Regions from separate parts of the Sus scrofa genome. Here region 1 is linked to region 2. A link is a contact called in public Hi-C data. All regions are on one chromosome and are shown on one strand. Each heading gives the region's core, a stretch centred on a gene start, on an enhancer-like site or on the middle of the called end of the contact. The rest is flanking DNA. Distances are from core to core; before and after follow the strand shown. Region 1 holds the start of YY1 (transcriptional repressor protein YY1). Region 2 holds the start of CCDC85C (coiled-coil domain-containing protein 85C).

The links. A called contact is a pair of places that touch in the nucleus more often than the background predicts.
Region 1: a contact with region 2 is called in a Hi-C map of heart right ventricle, with 4 times the contacts expected there. The contact joins the promoter of YY1 here to the promoter of CCDC85C in region 2. A contact is called at or near these places in 4 of 47 Hi-C or Micro-C datasets (heart right ventricle, mesenteric adipose tissue, omental adipose tissue and 1 more).

Annotation. Positions count from the first base shown.
Region 1 is chr7:121,128,936-121,135,209 of Sscrofa11.1, forward strand. It overlaps YY1 (transcriptional repressor protein YY1), which reads left to right and starts at 3,233. Exons shown (of 5, transcript XM_021099699.1): 1 at 3,233-4,003. The coding sequence starts at 3,334. DEGS2 (sphingolipid delta(4)-desaturase/C4-monooxygenase DES2) reads right to left here and starts at 2,677. Exons shown (of 4, transcript XM_021099703.1): 1 at 2,575-2,677.
Region 2 is chr7:120,593,451-120,600,064 of Sscrofa11.1, forward strand. It overlaps CCDC85C (coiled-coil domain-containing protein 85C), which reads right to left and starts at 3,959. Exons shown (of 6, transcript XM_021099688.1): 1 at 3,067-3,959. The coding sequence starts at 3,868.

The DNA of each region.
Region 1 (6,274 bases), core at 1,983-4,482, 530 kb after region 2:
GAGTTGGAAGCGTAAAAGCTCGCAGACCTAGGTGTAAAATACCAAGTTTAATCACGTGGCATTAGTCATTTGTCTTGTTGCCAAATCAAAGGGACTCTAGAAGTTCAGAGGGAAGGCTCGCTGGTTCAATTTGCTACAACCAAACAGAACAGAATAAAATGCTCTGGAACTACTCTTTAACCTGCTTTTTTTTTTTTTTTTTGTCTTTTTGCCATTTCTTGGGCTGCTCCCGCAGCATACAGAGGTTCACCGGCCTACGCCAGAGCCACAGCAACGCGGGATCCAAGCCGAGTCTGCAACCTACACCACAGCTCACGGCAACGCCGGATCCTTCACCCACTGAGCGAGACCAGGGAATGAACCTGCAACCTCATGGTTCCTATTCAGATTCGTTAACCACTGCGCCACGACAGGAACTCCTAACCTATCCTTTTATTTTATTTTCATCTCTAGCCGCCCTGAGGCACATGGAGTTCCAGGGCCAGGGATCAGATCCGAGCTGCAGCAACGCTGTGGGATCCTTTAACCCACTGTGCTGGGCAGGGATGGAACCTAAGTCCTGGTGCTACAGAGACATCCCCAATCCCCGGTTGCGCCACCATGAGAACTCCATTTGTTTACTTATTTATTTATTGGCTGTGCCCAGGGCATATGTAAGTTCCCAAACTGGAGAGCGAACCCACACCTCAGCAACGACCTGGGCTGCTGCAGTGACAACGCCGGATCCTTAACCCACTGCCCCACAAGATAAAACTCTCAATGTGTCCTTTTAAATGGGGTTGCAGCAAATGCGAGCAGGCCAGAGCCAAGACAGCACAGTGTCTTTGCATGTTGGTCCATAAGCTACTCCCGAGCAAAAGAGGGAGTTGAGACTAACTGCCACCACAGAAAACTCAGGCCTACCTAACAGATCACCTGCTCTGGGGCAATTTTTAAAAGCTCTTCTTGTAGTAGGTGCTTGGGCTAACCCTGAGGAGCAGCTTGGCACCTTCTCCCAGGACCTTTCCTGACAGGTGAACCTTTTTAGCGATCTCCAAATGACTGTCAAGTCCACAGATCACGATTCAGAAGCCAGTTCACCCAACTGGGTACCTCCCCCCTTTCTCTTGTACCTATGGGGAAGTACCAACCACATACAGAGACATCCTCCCATCAATTACTAGAGAGTGGGGAAAGTGAAATTAATTAAGTCCCCTAAAAATTCTCCCACAACTGGTTTTCATTTGCGAAATATTTACGCAGAATTTATAAGCTATGAAGTCAGAAACGATTTAGTTCAACAGGCTTGATTTCAGCAAACTGTGTGGGTGCAGCAATCTAAGATTACTCAGGATTTAAAACTCAGATTCAAAGAGACAATGATCCGGTTTTTCACTTCATATACTAAGATTCTCAAATATCAAGTTCAATGCCATTTAAAAATGAAACTAAATGAAATTGACAAAACCACTCTTTAATCAAAACATATAAACCGTGCTCTAAGTTCTCAAAAAGACACCCGCTTGTTACAAGTGGAATCTAACACTGACATAGGACAGTTCAGAATAATCATGGTATTCACTTGCAAGAACACTACTGCAAAAAACAAGTATAAACGTTGAAAATACACACGTTCAAAAAATTCACACAGCCGTTCAATTGGCCCAACGAGTAACAAAGACACACCTTCGCAGCTTTTCGTGATTTTCTTCCCTAAAAACCAGTTATTTCTAATGCTTCAAACACAAAGTCAGGACGACCAAATAAAGACAAAACCACCTTCATCAAGGTTTAATTTGCCGCTAATTAGTGCCAAGAAAAACATACGCTCTGCTGCAGGTATAAAGGAGAACAGGGAGGGAAAACTGGGATTTTGAACAAGAGGACAAATGCAAAGCCTGGTGGGCAAAGGAGGAGCATCTACGCAAGTGAGAAACAGGTGAAGACGGTGGTCGAGAGAAACAATGGTTGGCTGGAGAGCGAAGGGGAGGCTCAGAGGGAAATTTTAGAAAGCCGCAGAGAGCCAAGCTCCAGGACCAGCGGCCGGGATCCGGCAGTTCTAAGATCTACGGGGAAGCAGGCACCCAACGGCTCGGTCTCAGGTTTCCGCGGGTCACAAAAGGATAACGGACATCCTCCCAACGGTGGACCTGGGGGCTCCGCGCGCCGCTTCCGCTCGACCGCCCCGCCCCGCCCCGCGTGCAGCCCACCTGCGCTCGGCCCCGGACCCAGCGGGGCCCGGGGACCGGTGCTCGCAGCGCGATGCTGGCCTGTGGCCACCGGCGAACACCTTCCTCTGCTGCTCGCTCGCCCGCCTTTGTTCGCCTGGACCTCCTCCCTCACTCGGTCGCCATCGCCTGCCCGAAGCCAGGCAGGAATCAAGAGCAAAAGCTGCCCGACGCGAAAAAGGAGGCACAGGCGTTTCTCTTCAAAGCAGACTTTATTGGGGCGCCGGGGCAGCCCCGCGCGCCCACCCGCTCCCCTCCGCGACCCCCGGGCCGCCCACCCCCCAGGACCCCGGGCTCGGCCGCCCCGCCCAGCCCCGCCCCTCAGGCCCCTTCCCACGCGGCGCCGGGTGCCGCGCGGACCGCTCACCGGCTCCCGAAGCGGCGGCTGCAGCGTCGACACCCCGCTCTAGAGTGCGGCCCGGGTCCGGGGCGGCGGGTTTTGCTGCTGTTGCACCGCGAAGGGCGGGAGCCGCACGACTCGCGGCGGCGGTGGCGGCGGCGGCGGCGCGCTGACGTCACGCGCAGCGGCCAGCCAGCGCGCGCGGGGGCCGTCCCGTCGGCCCCAATCCGGGAGGAGCCCGGGTTGAGTGGGCGGGGCGGCAGCGGCGAACGGGCAGACCGATTGGCAGAGGAGGAGGAGCGAGAGAGCGAGCAAGCGAGTTAGGAGCGAGGTGGGGCGGGCCGAGGCCGCACGGAAGTCTCGCGAGGCCAAGCCTGAGCGGAGTGTGGCGGCGGCGGCGGCGGCGAGATCTGGGCTCAGGGTGAGGAGTTGGTATTTGTGTGGAAGGAGGCGGAGGCGCAGGAGGAAGGGGGAAGCGGAGCGCCGGCCCGGAGGGCGGGAGGAGGCGCGGCCAGAGCGGGCGGCCGAGGCGCGGCGCGGCGGGGCGCCGGGGCGAGCAGCGGCCGAGCGAGCGCGGGGCGCACCGAGGCGAGGAGGCGGGGAAGCCCGCCGCCACCGCCGCCGCGCCCGCCCCTTCCCCCCGCCGCCCGCCCCCTCTCCCCCCGCCCGCCCGCCCGCCGCCTTCCTCCCTCTGCCTTCCTTCCCCACGGCCGGCCGCCTCCTCGCCCGCCTGCCCGCAGCCCCGGAGCTGAGGCCGCCGCGGCCGTGGCGGCCGAGCCCTCAGTCATGGCCTCGGGCGACACCCTCTACATCGCCACGGACGGCTCGGAGATGCCGGCCGAGATCGTGGAGCTGCACGAGATCGAGGTGGAGACCATCCCGGTGGAGACCATCGAGACCACGGTGGTGGGCGAGGAGGAGGAGGACGACGACGACGACGAGGACGGCGGCGGCGGAGACCACGGCGGCGGGGGCGGCCACGGGCACGCGGGCCATCACCACCACCACCACCACCACCACCACCCGCCCATGATCGCGCTGCAGCCGCTGGTCACCGACGACCCGACCCAGGTGCACCACCACCAGGAGGTGATCTTGGTGCAGACGCGCGAGGAGGTGGTGGGCGGCGACGACTCGGACGGGCTGCGCGCCGAGGACGGCTTCGAAGACCAGATCCTCATCCCGGTGCCCGCGCCGGCCGGCGGCGACGACGACTACATCGAGCAGACGCTGGTCACCGTGGCTGCGGCCGGCAAGAGCGGCGGCGGCGGCTCGTCGTCGTCGGGCGGCGGCCGCGTCAAGAAGGGCGGCGGCAAGAAGAGCGGCAAGAAGGGCTACCTCGGCGGCGGGGCCGGGGCGGCGGGCGGCGCGGACGCGGGCAACAAGAAGTGGGAGCAGAAGCAGGTGCAGATCAAGACCCTGGAGGGCGAGTTCTCGGTCACCATGTGGTCCTCAGGTGAGCGCCGGCGCGCGCCGGCCCCCGGGATGTTTTTGTTTTGAAGGGAAGCCATGTTTTATGTGTGTGATGGGCGCCGCCATCTTCTTCGCAGGGCAAGTATGGCGGCCCCAAAAGATGGCGGGCCGCGGCGGGGGCGGCGGGCGGCGGGCGGCGGGCCGAAGATGGCGGCGGAGGCGCGGCGCCGCCCGCTAGGCCGCAATGGCGTAGTTTCCCCGGGCGGGGCGGCCGCGCGGCGCGGGGCGGGGCGCGCGGGGCGGGGCGCGCTCGGGCCAACGGACGCCCCGCCGGCCCGTTGTCCGCGGCCCCCGCCCGCGTGTGCGTCCGCGGGGCGGCCGCCCTCGAGGCCCCGGGGCGCGGGCAGGGCGTTGGCGGGGCTGCGCGGCGTGGACCTCGCGCCGGGCGGGCCGCGCCTTTCCGTGGCCTGCCGCTGGGGGGCGTCCCTGGGGCCGCGCCGCCCCCCGCCCCTTCCCGGGAGCCTCGACTGCTCCCGGGAGGCGCCTTCCGAAGGGGGCGGAGGCGCCGGCCGCGCTCGCCTCGGCGGGGCGGGACCAGGGCGGCGCGCGGCGCTCGCGTCGGGCTCGGCGCCCGCAGGGCCTGTCACCGCGCGGCGGCCGAGGTCCCCGCTCCTGCTGCCGCCGCGGCGCCGGGCCGGGAGGGCCCGCGGGGATCGTAGCCGACGGCGAGCCCTGGGCTCGCGGAAGTTTGGTTTTCTTCGGCCCGGGGCGCTTTGCGCACGGGCCGGTTGGCTGCACAGCGAGGCGCGCTTGCCACTGCGTCGGTAGACTCGAGCGCTTCGTGGACGTTTCCTCTTGTGTTTGACCTGGTGGAAAGCGCCTTGTTCTCCCCGTGAAAAGAGGGTCCGCCAGGCGTCTTTCTGCAATTTCAGTACTGCTTTGAATGAAAGCCAGAAAAAATAGAGCAAAAGAGATTTATCTGCACATGTAAATCTCTTTGTTTTTCCTTTGTAACTGTGGAAGGGCTTTTTGTTTGTTTTTGCTGTGATTTTGTTACTTGATGCAAAGATTATCTGGTTAAACTGCTGGAATAGTAAATAAGACTGAGAATAATCCTGTCGTAAGTAGTTAACCTAGGACCTGTGGTGATTGGATTTAAGCTGTAGAATGGCCTACCCCATGGTTACTCCACCGCTGTTCAGTGAATTCTCAGAATTGGATGGAGCTTGGAAATGTGCACTTTGAGTATTAAAGGGTTTCTGGAATTCACAGGAACGAATAAAATAAGCCAAAAGGCTGGACTGAGAAGCTGGTCTGGTGGTATCTCCTGAAAGCCCCAAGTTGAGATAACTAAGGCAGAAGGGATCTGTGACTCACGACTGAGCAAAGGAATGGAGTTTCTGTCAAAATGCAATAGCAGTTGCTGACAGGCTCTATTCTGGGTTTCCGAAGACCTTGCAGAGCTCAGTAACTTCAGCAGGAGCTGTATGTTTAAATGAAATGTATGTTTCAGCACTTAAAAGGTTCTGTATACATTCTGGTGTGCAGAATGATTGCACACTATTCATGTTGGAGCTAAAAGTCGTATTTTTCTGTTATTAATAGGAATGGAATAATGGAGGGGGTGTTAGTTATTGATGAGTTTGCTGAATTCAAAGATATCATTTGAAATTGGATGTTTAGGTAAAGATACATTTATTACATAAAGCTTAGGTTTACTCTTTTTCATGATATGGTTGTGTTACCTCCACTGTAGTTCAGAACAGTGGGATGTTTTATATATTCTGCACTTGATTTTACCAGATTGCTACCCCACTTTTCCATACCAAGAAAACTTTGTGATGAAGGCTTTACTTGAATGTATCAAAATTAGGTTAAAAGTCATTATTTCCTCTGTGCAAGTGGTTGCTCATAGGCTTGTGCAGTTTGGGGGTATTTTAAGGTCCATTTCTTTTTTCTTTTTTGGCTGCCCCTTGGCATATCGAGTTCCCAAGCCAGGGATCAGCTCTGAGCCGCAGTTGCGGCAGTATCAGATCCTTAACCCACTGCGCTGGCCTGGGGATCAAACTTGCGTCCCAGCACTGCAGAGACACCGTCGATGCCATTGCACCACAGTGGGAACTCACTGTCCCTTTCTTTAAAGAGTTAGTTGTCTGGCATGTTGCAGTACTCTGCACAAAGGTGGTTGTAAATATTTGATGGTAATAACGCAGTAAGGAAGTTTTCTCAGACATGTTTTGTGGTAAACTATTCCCTTTCCTTATTCTTGTGGTTTGGACTGTTACCAAAGAGAAGCTAAATGGTTCGTGATTAA
Region 2 (6,614 bases), core at 2,709-5,208:
AACAGCAATGGTTTCAAAGAGAACAAACCGATGTCGACTTGGCAAACCTCCAAGGGGTCCCCATCTTCTTTCATGAGAATCCTTGGAAAAAATAAGGATTCTCAGAGTTCCCGTCGTGGCACAGTGGTTAACGAAGCCACTAGGAACCATGAGGCTGCGGGTTCGATCCCTGGCCTCGCTCAGTAGGTTGAGGATCCGGCATTGCCGTGAGCTATGGTGTAGGTCGCAGATGCGGCTCGGATCCTGCATTGCTGAGGCTGTGGCGTAGGCCAGCAGCTGTAGCTCCGATTAGACCCCTAGCCTGGGAACCTCCATATGCCGCGGGAGCAGGCCAAGAAGAGGCAAAAAGACCAAAATAAATAAATAAATAAGGATTCTCACAACTGCTGAGGCTGGCTGTGTGCTGACCCTGACCTCCCTCGACCCCCCAGAGATGAAGGGGGCACTCTGGGTTTCGCCCCCCACTCCACCAAAGAAGTTAAGTACCTTGCCCCAGAGGAGAGGAAAGAGTGGAGATTTGAACACGAGACAGTCTGAGCCCTCTGGGTAATGGGTTATCAACCATCTGCTCTGTGGTCACGGATAAGGAAGTGACACTTCCCAGCATGGGAGAAGGAGGGCAAGCCTGGGTCGCGAATCAAAAATAAGGAGTCAGCAGTGTCTGCTGATGAAAATTATCAGCCAGAATGACAACGGGCTGGAGATGCAAGCCAGCCCCAGGCTGGGGCACCAGAGGACCCCTGGGCACCACCCAGGCACCTGGAACTGAGACCGTTCAATCTCAGCTGCTCTCCTGGGAAATGCTCAGAACCTCAGTGTCAAGTGGGGATGGCACTGCCTGCTAGGGTTCTTGTGAGAGTGAGCAGAGAGCGAGGATCCCAGACGCAAGCCTGGTGTCTGACTCCACTTTCGCCACCACCCCGCCTGAGATGTGGCATCATTCTCATCTCCAGCTCCGGCACCACTCACCTGAAAACCACAGGTTCAAGTCCAGAAAGGGGGTTTCTAAGAGAAAGGCCTTTCCTCGCTTCCATGCACCCCACCCTTATTACTGTGAGAACATCTCAAGGCCATGTTAGACTTTCAAGAAACTAAACGACAACAACCCCACCTACAACTGAGATTTGTGATAATAAGGCCCAATTTTTATTTCACCCCAAACACAAAGCTTTGCCACCACAAAACCTGCAGCAGTCTGGTTCCAAGGGTGCCTGGGCTTTGGGGGAGCATGGATTCTGCAGGAAAACTCTGCAACTCCACCCTGTCCCCCACCCCCAATGGGGCAAGAAAGCTCAGGTGGAACGGTTCACTGCAGCAGTGAAATCCTGAGCCAGGCAGGGGCTGCGTCTCCTTGTCCAAAACATGACTGAACTTCTCTGCAAATAGGCTCTGACATTCCAGCACTTCAGTGCCCTGCAGAGAATCACTCTCGCCAAGTGTCACTGATGACGCAGCTGAAAACCAGAAACATTTCATTTCCCAGCCACAGACGGGACTGGAGCCATATCCTGCTCCACACTGCACTTGGGGAAACCGAGGCCCAGAAATCCGAGCCTCCCAAGGCCTCCCAGAAGGTGAGGCCACAGAGGGTGGGACCGGGACTCCGCACCTCCCAGAAGGTGCCACCCTAAGGAATTAAACAGCCCAACTTTGAGCTACTCCCACTGGCCTTAAGGAGCCTGCGGTGGGAGGGGTGGTGGATACAGGGTTACAAAGAGAAACCCAAGTTGTAGCCTTAGATTGCTAATCAGTAACAAAATATCCCTAGAAGCCCAGTCCTGCCCTGAACTCAGGGGCTGGGAAGGTAAATAAATGAAAAACTCTGTTGGACTAGCAACACACATCCCCTCCAGGGCCAGGTCCCACCCCAGCCCCCACCCCAAGGCACCTGCAGAGGCCACTTGGCCACCAACCCAAAGAGAGAGGACCCCGTCCCCATCCCCACCCGCAGGCTGTCACTCTCATTTGAGGCCTAGATACATTTTCTACCAATTAGGAAAGCCTTTAAAGGGAACCAGAAAGGGCTGTTTAATCTCCACCTTCAGGCAAATAGTTTAGGCGGCAGCAACTGCCACCACAAGTAGGAGCCAAGCCACCAAAAATGTAGAAGGACAGGGATGCAGGAGTGAGGCGGCGGCAGCGGTGTGAGGGAAGAGGGGGAGCCACTGATCAGAGGGCTGGGAAGTGGGGGGGCCTGCTCTGCTCCTACAGAGCCCTCTGCCCTGGGCCCAACAGTCACAAGGGTGTGGAAGACAGTAGCTGAGCTTTCCTGAGGCCAAAGGTCCTCCCGCCCACACCCAGGACGCCAGCCACCAACCGTGCCACTTCCTGCAAGGTGACCAACAGTTTCACAAATCCCGCAGAGGCTTTTATCTCCACCTCAAATCCAGGAGGTGGGGATTATCGGCTCCATTCTATAGATAAGGAAACTGAGGCAGGCGGGTGGGAAAAGCCAGGATCCATTCCAAGCCCATATTCCTCTGGAACGTCTGAGAGCCTCAGCTGAGAAAGTGCAGGACTAATAGCAAACCAGGAAGGTTCTTAGCTCCCAGGACGCTGGCCCGGCTGCCTGTGCTCCCTCCCAGCCGCAGGCAGCGCCAAGAAGCCCAGGTGGAATTCCAGCCCCAGCGCACAGGTGAACCTGCTCAGGTTTGGGGCTGCCTGTTGCTCCAAATTAAGAGGGAAAATTTTACTTCCGCTAAGAAAGGCCCTTCTTTTTTTCCCAATAAAAACTTCCCACTCTAGGACAAGGGCTTCCAGGCACAGATTCGGCATCTCTAACCAGCCCTACAGTGCCAAACTCTGATACCGATAACTTCGCAGGAGAGAAACTTTTCTGGGATCTGGCGGTCCCGGCCCGCTGCGGATTCTGGAGTGGGGCAGGGACACGCCTGCATCACTTCACCAGAAAATCACCGCTCAAAACCCCACTGCGGATGGGCTCGGGATCTCCCTGCCCAGAGTCGATGCCAGCTGGGGGGGGAGGGGGCTAAAGTGGGGGCCGCCGCGCGCGGGGGAAGGGGCTCTGGGCCCGAGACCCGCGCTGCCGGCCGGTGCCGTCCTTACCGTGCAGACCGTTGGGGATGCTTCGGTGGTGTGGCGGCGCCGACAGGTCGTCCAGGGACCTACGCGTGGCGACCGCCTTGCCGTCGGGGGCCTTGTGCGGCCCTGGGGGCAGCAGCGGGGGCGGGACATGGTGGTGGTGGTCTGGGCTGCCGCCGCTGCCGGCGCTCGAGGTGCTGCTGCCATCGCCCACGTCGCGGGTGCCCGCGCCCGCCGCGCCTCCCGCCAGCGGCCCGCTCAGGCTGGCCTGGCTGTCGATGGAGCTGCGGGAGCCCGCGCCGCCGCCGCCGCCGCCCGCGCCGCCAGGGCCGCCCGCCAACGCCGCGCGCTCCTCGTCCAGCAGCAGCACCAGCTCCTTGAGCTCTAGGTTCTCGCGCAGTAGGGCCTCCTGGCGCGCCTCGAGCTCGCGCAGCTTCTGCTGCGAGCGGGCCACCTCGTGCCACACGGCACCGGCCGCGTGGCGCCCGAAGCGCTGCCACTCGCGCGCCAGCTTGCGCCCCTTCTGCCGGTCGTCGTCGAGGAAACAGCAGAGCTCGCGCAGCTCCTGGTTGTCGTCCTGCAGCCGCTGGTTCACGTCCTTGAGGCCGCGGATCTCCAGCAGGTGCTGCTGCAGCCGCCGGTTCACGTCGCGCATCAGGCCGCCGTGCTCAAGCATGAGGCCCACCTTCTCGCCCTCCGCGCGCCGCAGCCGCCGCGCCAGCTCCTCCTTGCTCCAGCGCAGCAGCTCCTCGTCCGGCACCTGGCTCAGCTCCTCCGACGCCGCCGCCGCCGCCGCCGCCGCCGCCGCCGCCGGGGGCTTCGCCATGGCGGGGCCGTCACCACGGCATCGCCCGTGCCCTCGCCCGGCCGGCGCTCCCCGTGCCGGGGCTGCGCTGGGCCGGTCCGTGCGCGGGCGGGGGGCGGCCGGGGGCGCGTGCGGCTGGCCCTGCGCCGCCTCGCGCGTCCTCACGTAGCGCCTGCCCGGGCCGCCCGAGAACCCGCGCGTCCCAAGGCTCGGCGAGCTGCTACCACCGCTGCGTCGGCGGCCGCCGTGCCGGGCGCTCCTCGGGCTCAGGCAAAGCAGGCGGAGGCCCGCCCCCGGCCCAGCTCCGGAGCCCCAGCCGCCCCGCCCACTCCGGGCGGGGAGGGGCGGGGCGCCGCGGTCGGGCCCCGCCTCCGAGGAAAAGAGAGGGTGGGCGGAGGGGCGGCAGGCCCCCCACGTCCTCCCCTACGCCGTGCGCCCGCCCGCCCGGCGCCTTGCCAGAGGCGCGCTCTAGACGCGGTCCCGCCCCCCCAGCCCGTCTGATTGGACCTCTCCGGGGGTGTGTGGGAGGGGCGGGGCGCACGCGGGGGACGCCACGGAGATGGTACAGTCCACCCGCCTGGCTGCCAACCCTCCCCTCTTGGCCGTTCAAGTTTCTGCGCCCGGAGGACGCGGCCTCCGCCAATCCCAGGGCTACAGGGCGCTTTTAAAATGCAGGTACGGCTGCGGGGAGGGAGACGGTGGGAAAGGTAGGGCAGGGCTTCCCTTAAAGGAGACGCGCGGAAATGGGCGCCCAGCCCCTTCCTGGGCTCTCGTGCCGCGCCCGCCCTTCCCCGCCCCAAATAAACAAATACCCAGGATCCGGAGGACAGCTCCCCTTCTCCCTCCCGGGGGCACCAGAGTCCAGCTTAGTCTGAGATACGACGGACAATAGGACACTTGACACGGGGGTCGCTCTCTCCGGCGGCAGATCGGCTCTTTGTCCCCTTCCCTGCCCCCGGCTCCTCCGCCCTCGTCCCCACCCCCGTCCCCTGCCGGAGCGCGCAGAGGTTGCTGCGTTTCCACTTCAGCGCAGGGCTGTGGCTCCGGCGCCTAAGCACCGGGATGGCCAGGGCCTCGCCAACAGCCCCCGAGCACTGTCTGTACCCTCTTCCCTGCCCCGAGGTGACGAGGGCGCTGGAACACACGCCATTCCCCCGGTCCCAGAATTCGGGAGAGAATCAGGGATTCGCGACTTAGAGCCCACTGGGTAGGGTGGAGAAAGGTCTCCCACTGGGATCTTAACTCGAGGGACGCCGAGTCGTTGGCAAAAAACCCTCCCCACCAGCCAGCCTCGCCCGGCACCCGAGCCTTCCCACTGGCTGTGAGTCCATCTCGTTATCCTCGCGTCCCAAAAGCGCATTTACAGCGCGTCTGCCGCCAGCCTGGCGGAGGGGGCGTCCCTCCCCAAGGACCACAAGAAGATAAAACCCGCGCACTCGACTGTGAGCGCCACGGCCCGGAGCGCGCGCCCGCACAACAGCTGATGTCCCCACTTACAGTTGCTCAGCCGTTCACTCGACAATTGTGTATAGCACCTAGTCTAAGCCAGGCCTGATCTGGACAACTGGGGGATTCTGGTGGGGACAACTTTGCACTCTGCGGGGGCCGAGGGGGCGGGGAGAAGATAATAAACAAACTATATAACTGTGAGTGTAATAAGTGCAGTGCAGGGAATTAAGACAAGCTGCTGTCGCAGAAAGTGATTATCAGTTACTTTAGATCCCGTGGTCAGGGAGGACCTCAGAGGAGGTGTGTCTGAGCTGATGTCTGAGTGACAAGAGGGACAAAGATAAGGGGAAGGGCACTCCAGGGCAGAAGCCCTAGGGTTGGCCTGTTAGGGGCCTATTCAAGGAGGTCCAGTGGGCTGGCAGTGGGCCTGGGGTGAGAGGGGGATTCATCCAGATTCTAAGGCAGCTGGGAAAGCAGTGGGGGGTTAGCAGGATGCTAGATGACCTGATTTGCCTTTTAAGAGCTCTCTCTGGCCCGTATATGGGGAAGGGATGGGGGGTGGGAGAGTGGTCCATTCCCCAGCCTTCTGCCCTTCTGTCCACATAGATGTTCAGGAAAGACTGGTGGGGAGGGGGTGAGCTGGAGGGGCATAACTTTGAGGGTCAAGCCCCAGGGTAGCCCGAGGGTCCCCAGACTGGTGAGCCAGCTCCTGGATCCTGGGTGGAGAGGGTCAGCCACCCCACTGGGGCAGGATGCTTTGAGAGCCCAGCCGAGTTTGGTTTTGAGGAGGGAAAGGGTTCCAGTTCCCATTTGGGAAGGGAAGGCAACGTGTTTGGAGGGGTTTTTTTTGGGGGGGGGCAGTGTTTTTGCTTGTTTGTTTTTTGGTCTTGTTTTGTTTTGCTGTGGTGTTGAGCAGCAGCTTGATGTGGGATCTCAGTTCCCAGAGCAGGGATTGAACTCAGCCACAGTGGTGAAGGCACTGAATCCTAACCACTAGACCACCGAGGAACTCTTAGCCTGCAAGTCTTTCTTAGCCTCAAAAGGCCAACCAAATTAACTAGCTCCCAGGAGGCTCTCCCCAGAAGAAAGCCTGTGCAGAGAGCTGCTCCCAGGAGAGGGAGGGGTGAGCATAGAGAACACGGGTTCACTAGGGAAGTCGCAGAGGTGATGAACCCTGTGCTTGCGGGAAGCCCCCATCAATTTGTGCATGGCCCCAGGGGGTTCCTGTGGCCTGCATCTCAGTCCTTCGGTCCACCAGACTTTCCCAAAAAAATCCAATGCCTCCATCAAGATGGAGTTTGCTTGGAGATCCCGTCGT